Regions from separate parts of the Mus musculus genome. Here region 2 is linked to region 1. The links are chromatin contacts, called in public Hi-C maps. All regions are on one chromosome and are shown on one strand. The core of a region is the stretch at or near the end of the contact, and the rest is flanking DNA. Distances in the headings are between cores, read along the strand shown.

What was found. A called contact is a pair of places that touch in the nucleus more often than the background predicts.
Region 2: a Hi-C map of bone marrow-derived macrophages shows a contact between it and region 1, with 29 read pairs. The contact joins two enhancer-like sites. A contact is called at or near these places in 4 of 484 Hi-C or Micro-C datasets (the HL-1 cell line, bone marrow-derived macrophages and muscle stem cells), 4 of 115 datasets of contacts at active chromatin or transcription factors (the NIH/3T3 cell line, bone marrow-derived macrophages, effector CD8 T cells and 1 more) and 1 of 9 other capture datasets (embryonic stem cells).

The regions. Positions count from the first base shown.
Region 1 is chr9:56,199,251-56,203,419 of GRCm38.p6, reverse strand. It overlaps Peak1 (pseudopodium-enriched atypical kinase 1), which reads left to right. Exons shown (of 7, transcript NM_172924.3): 7 at 1-2,294. Among named protein-coding and RNA genes, the nearest start is that of Peak1os, 40 kb to the left of the region's middle. Within about 2 kb of position 2,594, at least 17 of the 459 cell types and tissues checked have an H3K27ac peak or open chromatin away from gene starts, as enhancers often do. A contact at or near this core is called in bone marrow-derived macrophages, where this site is marked.
Region 2 is chr9:56,463,896-56,468,197 of GRCm38.p6, reverse strand. It overlaps Hmg20a (high mobility group 20A), which reads right to left. Exons shown (of 10, transcript NM_025812.3): 2 at 748-840. The coding sequence starts at 836. Among named protein-coding and RNA genes, the nearest start is that of Hmg20a, 47 kb to the right of the region's middle. Within about 2 kb of position 2,692, at least 178 of the 459 cell types and tissues checked have an H3K27ac peak or open chromatin away from gene starts, as enhancers often do. A contact at or near this core is called in bone marrow-derived macrophages, where this site is marked.

The sequences.
Region 1 (4,169 bases), core at 1,345-3,844:
CAACCACGTAGTGTGCAAAAGATCACCATAAAGGACAGCAGCTGATGAGCAAATGAACAATCAAATAGACATGTGGAGTAGGCCATGAAGTTCCTGAAAATCACCAACCCCAGGGCCGAGTTAGATTGGAAGGCACACGGATAGCAGAGGGCTTCAGGGGTTGTTCTCAGGACATGGACTGGATAAGGTCATGGGGGAGTGAGTGCCCCTCACCGCTGGTGCTGAGGGCCAAGGAGAAACCCTCAAGAACTAGTCAGCGCAGCCTTCCTTCGTCATGCTAGAGGAGCCTTTTCTGCCTCTGAGCTCAGGGTGTTCATGAAGATGGGACTCTAAAGCTCTGGGAAGCCATGCCTCTAGGAGCAAAGCCTCAGCCATCAAAATCCCCATGCACAATCTTGAAGCCCACTCAGTAGTGGGTCATGCAAGCTTTCCAAGTTTGATTTATCCAGTATTGGGAAATCAGCAAATATTAGCTGGTAACCTACAGTGAGGATTTCCCAAAGCCTTTACCTAGAGTGATCTGAAAAGATGCAGGCTAGTCTCAGAAACTGGGATGGATTTAGGAAGCTTCATTATATTCTAAGTAATTCTAGGCTTATAAAGCATCCACACAGTGGGAAACAGGACAGAACTCGGCTCTCTGGGCCAGCTCTGGCATGCTTGTTATTTCTCTCACTAGTGGATAAGGATTGGGATTCTGGTCCAGCCTCGTAACTAAACAGAATGGCTGCCCATAAAACTGGGTTATTAGATTTACCTCATTGAAGCTCATTTTCTGAGAGACCCAAAGTGCTGCGCTGAGACAAACCCAAGTGCACCGAAGTCCATCCGCTCATGCTCACAGCGGTGCACAGGTGGGGACGCCATGGACCAAAGCCAATGCCCCAAGGGAAGTCAGAAGAGCCATAATGCAGGACCCTAGACAGGTTATACCAAAGAAAACAAGCCTTCCTCATCCTGCTGCTTCTCAGATGACGGGGTGAGCTGTGACAGATGCCAGAGGAAGGGTTTGCAAACATTCCATGGTCAAGGTGTTCAACGGGTAAGTCCATCCCCAAACCAGTAAAATAAAATAAAAAGAAGGGTTCTCTGTTAGTTAGTTTCACGCAGGCCGTTTGTACGTCAGAAGAAAAGGTGTAGGGAGCGGCAGCAGCCAGAGCAGATGGCAAAAAAAAAAAAATTCTCTGCTATCTTAAGAAGGAGCTTTTAACCGGCGCACTCTCACCACACCTGGCTAGTGCCAGACCTTATGCACGGGAGCACCGCATCTGTAATATCAAAGCTTGGGTTTATGGTGATTTTTTTTTTTCCTAAAAAGAGGTGCTGTCAAGAGATTTGTTTAAAGAACTCTTGGGAAATTTTCTTAACCCACTGTACCATTTTATGAACCTCCCCACAAAAATGACTCTCACTCAGCATCCCCATCATCTAACATGTAAGTACCCAGACTGTCTAAGGTGCTATACAGCTGTTACACACCTACCCCTGCAGCTGTTTTAAATTAGAGACTTCTGCATCAGCTGCCACTGGACGTTTTGCCCATGCAGATGGGCCACAGGGGTCTGCATTCTGAGCGTCCTTTATACATTCCCCCTTCAGCAGCCTCTATGTCTGTCCCTGTCCCTGCTTCCCATCCCATCTCACCCATCCCATGGTTTTTTAAATCAAGAAAGTTTCAGGGAATCAAAAGAGGTTGGGATTTTTTTTTAACCCAGCAGAATCGCAGAGTTATATATTTTGCTATGAACATTGTTGTGGTACAGAAAATCCACTTTGCCTGTTGGTTTGTGGCAAGTCTGTGTGTCTGCACTCTTGGTAACTTGAATGTCGAGCCAGCCCTATGGCTTCAATGTAGTGTTGTTGAAAGATTAAACCACACAGCTTCAGGAAGCCTACTCAAGTTGTTCCTTCCTTATTTCCCATCCCTGACCAGTTCTGGAGAGCGGTGTGTATAGACACTGGGCTGGGTTTTCTGTTCATGACACAGAGGGCATTTTGTTGGGAGGTGGAGGCAGAAGCAAGATGTCACCTGTCTCAGTGAATTGAATCATGACAGTCCTTATTCTAATATCACTAATTCTCCATGGCACTGCCCTCATTCTGCTTTGGGAAATCTTGTTTCTCTTCCTTCGGCCCTTTACCCATCTCCTCTCGTATTTTTACAATTGTATGAATCAATAACAGGTCCCTGTGTCACCAGTGGCGCCTCCCTTTGGTTTGCTGTGGTACTTTGCTGTGTATTCTGTGGCCTCACGTTACTGTGTAAATAAATTCTGTTTAATATACACTAAAAACCAGACTTGAAGTGCATGTCCTTCCGGTGGCTTGTCCATAGAGGCGTGCTGGCGTGGGTCTAACTGTAGATGCAGCTCTCGTATTCATTCCCAAGATGCCTTCCTGTTCTTAAAACAGGCTACAGTAGGTAGCTTTTCGCCAGCATGCCCTCTGCCCTCTGGACTCCATTTCTTACCGACAGACTCTTTTCTCTTCAGTGCCTCTGTAATTTGAGAAAAGGGGGGCTCCAAGAGCAAGTGGCTAACTCCTCAGGTTTGCTGGGTAAGATCGCCCCCTGGTGTCCAGACACTGCAGACTGCCTGGTTAGAGAGGCTTGGCGGCAGCTGATTTAACTGACTCCTCCAGCAGGAAGTCAGGCTGCGGAGACAAGCCTGTACACCATCATCTACAAAATCAGGCCTGCCCTTAAGGTACATTTGTCACAGGAGACATCCTTCCAGAGGCAGCCGACAGGTAACAAAAAAGGAGCCCATCTGGTTTAGGCAAAAAGACGGCAGTGAGCAGTGAAAAATGCTGCTAACATTTTTCTTAAGTTCTCTCAGAAAGGTAGTTTCCAGGCTTGGGTTTTATGTTGCTGAGGTACAAACTCCATATGAATGTGTACTCTAAGCGTGTTTCCTGCATCCAGGAGGAAGAGTTAACAAACTGACCAGATGTTGCCCAGGCTTTGCATACAGCCTGGGCTTGAGCAGTGTAGGTCACAGAGAATGTGGTACGATGATTGTGTAACTGCCCAACACTAGTGCTATATGAGTAGCCACTCTGGGGACTTAAAAGATTATGGGCTCTGGAGGTGTAGGCCAGTCATGGTTGGCTTAACCTGAGTTTAGGGAGACAAGGGTCAGCTAGAGGAGATGGACCCTTGTCATCAGCATTCCTGCAGAGTCACTTTTCAACCCATGCTATGGGGAAGCTGATTTCTTTCCTACCTGGAATACGCAAGTCTCTGCAGCCCTGCCACCCCTACATGTGCGCTCTCCCCAGCCCAACCAGGAGGCTTCCCTCTAAGTGAGACTGCATTCCTCCAGGGAAGGAGTTTCATTAGCACCTTAGGAGCCAAGAGCAGCAGTTGGCAGATCACAAGTTGTCATTAAAGGCAGCTCACAGCAATTATGGCTAAAACTTAAAAATTGAATTTCACACTGGGCAAGGCTTGAAGAGGGGCTGGTTGCTAAGCTCCAACTCAAATGTGCAAAACACTTTTAAGAGCAAACAGGTTGTCTGAGTATGACAGGGATTTCAGTACCAGATAACCCTCTCTATGTGTACCCTCAGTCCAGTAATTGATGGTTCCTGTGTCCTCTGGAAGCCACTGAAGCCTCTGAAAGCTGCTGGAAAGCATGGGGACCTTTAGTCTCCGCCTAAGAACCAGGGGATCAGGAATGAAAAAATGACCCCAGAGTGAAGAATGATCTCCAGTTAACACTGTTCATATTGTTCTTGTGCGGGACCAGAGTTAGGTACCCAGTGCCCATGTCAGGTAGTTCACAACTGCCTGGAACTCCATCTCCCAGTGCCCACACACACAGACATATATAGCACATAATTTTAAAATAAAAGCTTCAGGATAACATGGCTATAACACAATGAGAATAACATTTATCTTTTAAAATAGCAAAACTGGAGGCCTCTGGGAAATCTATAAGCAAAGCATCTAGGAACCTCTAGAGAGGAAGGAAATTCACCTGTGGAGGCAGGGCACAGTACAGGGGCCTCCTATATGTCAGTCCCCACCACCCACTGCTAATCCAGGCTTGAGCCAGAATCAAAGGGAGAGCCAAAACCTCCAGGCAGTGCTGGAGAGATGAATATGGGTTAAGAGCATTTACTCTTGAAAAGGACCCAGATGTGGCTCCCATGTTAGTTGGATCACA
Region 2 (4,302 bases), core at 1,443-3,942, 260 kb before region 1:
AGAAGGCAGCACCAGATCACCCAGAACTGGAGTGGTAGAAGGTTGCTGAGCTGGGCAACATGTGGGTGCTGAGAATTGAACCAAGGTTCTCTGGGAGAACAGCCAGTGTTCTTAACCACTGAGCCATCTTTTCTGCCCCGGCTTCTAAACATCTTGAACAAAGAATCATGTTAAAGAGCTAGAACTTGGGCTTAGTGGCTAAGAGTGCTTGAGGACCAGAGTGCGGATCCCAGGACTCACGCAAATGCTGGGAATAGCCCTGTGCAGACCTGTAAGGGAGGAAGCACTGGAGGAAGTGGACCCAGGAAGATCACGGGGCTTGCTGGCTAACTCGTTAAGCAAAAAAACTAAAACAACAACAACAAAACTAGTGCACACCCCACTTCCACCTGCCCACATGCACGCACAAACCATACACAGGTCTGATCTTTGAGGAAAAAAAAAAACTATTGCAGCTTACAAAGAAAATGCGTTTGAGTTTTAGCGTGTTCAAATGCGTTTGAGTTTTAGTGTGTTCTACGTGACAGGTATTCCCTGTGCCAGGCCCACGGTGCTGCTGTATCAATTTACAGGGACCGGACTGCAGCCAAAAGCACATTATAAAGTGGTTTACAACACTTTGAAAAGCCCAACAAATGCACCTTCTACACTTAAGGCACAAAACTGCCTCGTTAGCACCTCAGACTTGGTCAGAAGCTGCGTTCTGAAGCCTCTGCAGAGGTCCAGTGTCCCAGAGCAGCTGCTTACCCAGATGTAGCCAGATCATTGCTCTCCTTGGAGCCATCTTCATCTGCAAACAGGGGCGGCAGGGTAGAACTGGCCATCAAGCTCTCCATCTCCCTGCAAGGAAGAGATCATCATAAAAAAAATTAATGGCTTAATTACTTCTGGTTCAAGCTCCACTAATTTAAGGGCCTGCCTTTCTTAGCTTTATTACATCAGCAACAGAATAGAAACTGACCTAAATGTCTGTTTTCCTGACTTGGACACATCAGTTTAAATTCTGTGGTTAAGGGGCTTTTAACTATGGCTTTATCAACTAACCAGATGAAAAACACATTGGGGGCTACAACAATGGCGTAGGGTAAGTAAGAGTGGCAGGCACTGTACAAGCACCAGGAGCCCATCTTAATCCTCAGCACTCAGTATGAAGCTAGGTATGGCCCTGCAGCACACTTAGAAACCCAGTGCTGGGGAGAGGGGACAGACTGGAGAGTCACTGGGAATTACTGGAAGCCATGCTAGCTGACACAGTGAGCTCCAGAGTCAGTGAGAAGCCCTGTCTTAAGGGAATTCATGAGAAGTTGACAGACTAGGACACCCAATGGTCTTCTCTATATGCACAAATGTGTGCACATGTACACACATGAGAATACGCGACACATACATACACTACACATCATACAAATAAATGTAAACAAGCCCAGTTTTAATAAGCATGGCATACTTTGGAAAATCTTTTATTCATGCTCTAAACTGTTTTTTCCCATTCTTCCCCCCTCTTTCTTCCTCCTCCTCCTCCCCCTTTTTCATTGAATATTTTCTTTATTTATATTTCAAATGTTTTCCCCTTTCCAGGTCTCCCCTTCGGAAGCCCCTATCCCATGCCCCCTCTCCCTGGCTCTATAAGGGTGCTCCCCCACCCACCCACTATCTTCCCTGGCATTTTCCTACATTGGGACATCGAACACCTTCAGGCCTGAGGGCCAGTCCTCCCACTGATGTCCAACAAGGCCATCCTCTGCCACATATTTGGCCAGTGCCATGGGTCTCTACATGTGTACTCTTTGGTTGGTAGTGCCATCCCTGGGAGCTAAGTGGGGGTTGGGGGAGGGTCTGGCCAGTTGACACTGATGCTTCCTCCATGGGGTTGCAAACCCCCTCAGCTCCTTCAGTTCCTTCTCCAGTCCTCCATCGGGAACCCCACGCTCAGTCCAATAGTTGGCTGCGAGCACCTGCCTCTCTATTTGTCGGGCTCTGGCAGAGCTTCTCAGGAGACAGCCATATCAGGCTTCTGTCAGCAAGCACTTCCCGGCATCCACAATAGTGTCCAGGATTGGTGGCTGCATATGGGGTGGATCCCTAGATGGGGCAGTCTCTGGATGGCCTTTTCTTCAGTCTCTGCTCTACACTTTGTCTCCATATTTCCTCCTGTATTTTGTTCACCCTTCTAAGAGGCACTGAAGCATCCACATTTTGGCTTTCCTTCTTCTTGGGCTTCATATGGTCTGTGTCTCTAAAGTGTTCTTTAAGAAAGTAAACAACTTTAACTTATTATTGTTGTGTGTGCATTGCATGTGTGTGTGTGTACCACGGTTTTTGTGTGGAGGTCAGAGGTTGTTTTTCCACTGTGAGGTCTGTGCAGCAAGTGTTTTTACCCACTGCCCCATCTCCCCAGGCCATCAAAAGCATTCCTTTCCTGTAGAGATTTTTAGGTGGAGTGACCTAGAGGGGCTGAAACCTTGAGCAAGATATTTAGCCAATCACTTCAAGCTAAGATTTCACCATTGTGGACAGAGACAAAACTGCTGACTTAACTTACAAAGCTTAACTGACTTAACTTACTGAGAGGGATTAAGCTGAAAGTACTTCATAAACAGGCTACGACAGCAAGCGTTTGGAGAAGTACTATACGCAGTATTATTATTACAACACTACCAGCTCTTAGTCCCTCATGAATCATGCTCGGATTACATGGCAACAAACCGAGCCCTTCAAAAAGGAAATAGTGCAAAGGAAGCAGAGGGCGGAAGGCACACTGATGTGGTTCTGAGTCAGAGAAACCACACTTCCAGGTCAGAAACGTGCACCACTTCACTGCCACAACGCACAGCACGAATAGCATGCACCTGCGTCCAGCAAACAGCTCGGCTTAATTGAAGAAAACATATAAATCACAGGAGCCTGAGGTTATCGGACTGCAAGGATAAAAGGACAAAGAGACAAAGAGAGTAATTTCATTTAGCATATCTCTACAGAGAAGGATTTTTCCCTTTCAAGGTTTACCACCGAGGGCTTCACCCCATACAGTTAAAAGCAGCAGCCGCCGCCAATTCATCACGAAAGTGATATTCACACAAAACACTCAATAGTGACCCCAAACATCAGCCCCTTAAGTGGAACTGCAAAGCACTCAAGAGAGAAGGCGGCAATCAGTGGGTGAATTGAGATGTGAAGGAGGGATTTTACTGAGGCGGCCCTGGGCAGTCCTCCGTGCTACTGGGGAGGGGCGATTAAGGCCAGCACAGCAGCCAGAGCCAGCCAGTGTTCATCCTGGGGGGGGGCGGGGGGGGGAATCGGAACAGCTGCAGGTGATGCCGCCCCACATTCACACCGCTCGATGGTTTAATTCCCAAACACTAATACTGACGCTTTATTTCTTGTCTTAGTTGAGTTCACGTCTAAACGTATTATTTAGCAGACCAAGATCCATCCATAGCTGAACATGACAAAAGAAGCTTCTCTATTTATCTTGGGAACTCCGGCACACAGGAAGCCTGGAGGCAGAGGAGGCAGGCCTTCATGCCATGTGCAGAAGCTTGAGAGCATCTTCAGTTTCTTCAAGACAAGGTATTTTTTTACAGTGGAATGGCTCTAACAAGTACTGGAGAATTCCACTTGTTTTCTAGAATGATCCCAACTCACATATACCTAAGTTTTAATTCATATTATTTAAGACCAGACGAGAGGTTACCAATCCAGTGTTAATAATGTTCATTTAACTTGGTTCCTTCCCCACAAAGAGAGAGAGATACCATAGTCTAACAGTCACACAGCCTCCAGCCTAAAAAGGACTTGGTCAATGTATTTCTAAAAGTGTCCCTAGAAGTCACTGGCCTTCCAAGAGCCTCAGAACTGGGCATCTGAAGCTTTTTGGCACCATTTCCACATTCCTAAAGGGATATATTATTTGGCAGAGAACAAATTAAGTGTTTTTTTTTTTTTCCTCACTGTGTCAACATGGCCTTCTTAAGAGTGTTTTCCAGATATCTTAAGTCAGTTTTTGAAGTGTAGGGGGACAGCTGGATAACACAACCTTAACAACATATAAACAGACCACATAAACAAAGGAAGTTCAGAGAACACACTTTCCACCCCTCCCCCTACCCCCACCCCGCACTCTCTTAAGTTTGTGTTACTCAACCCATATGGCTTCAGATTCATTTTCTCAGTGGCAGGCCACTAAGAAATGAGTAATAAAGTGGGTGGAAGATAAAGGGGCCAAGATCAACAAAAGAAGGAAATGAAGAAAAGGCCAGTGAACGCCAGAGGCCTCTAAAGTAGTTCAGTAATTTGGGCAAT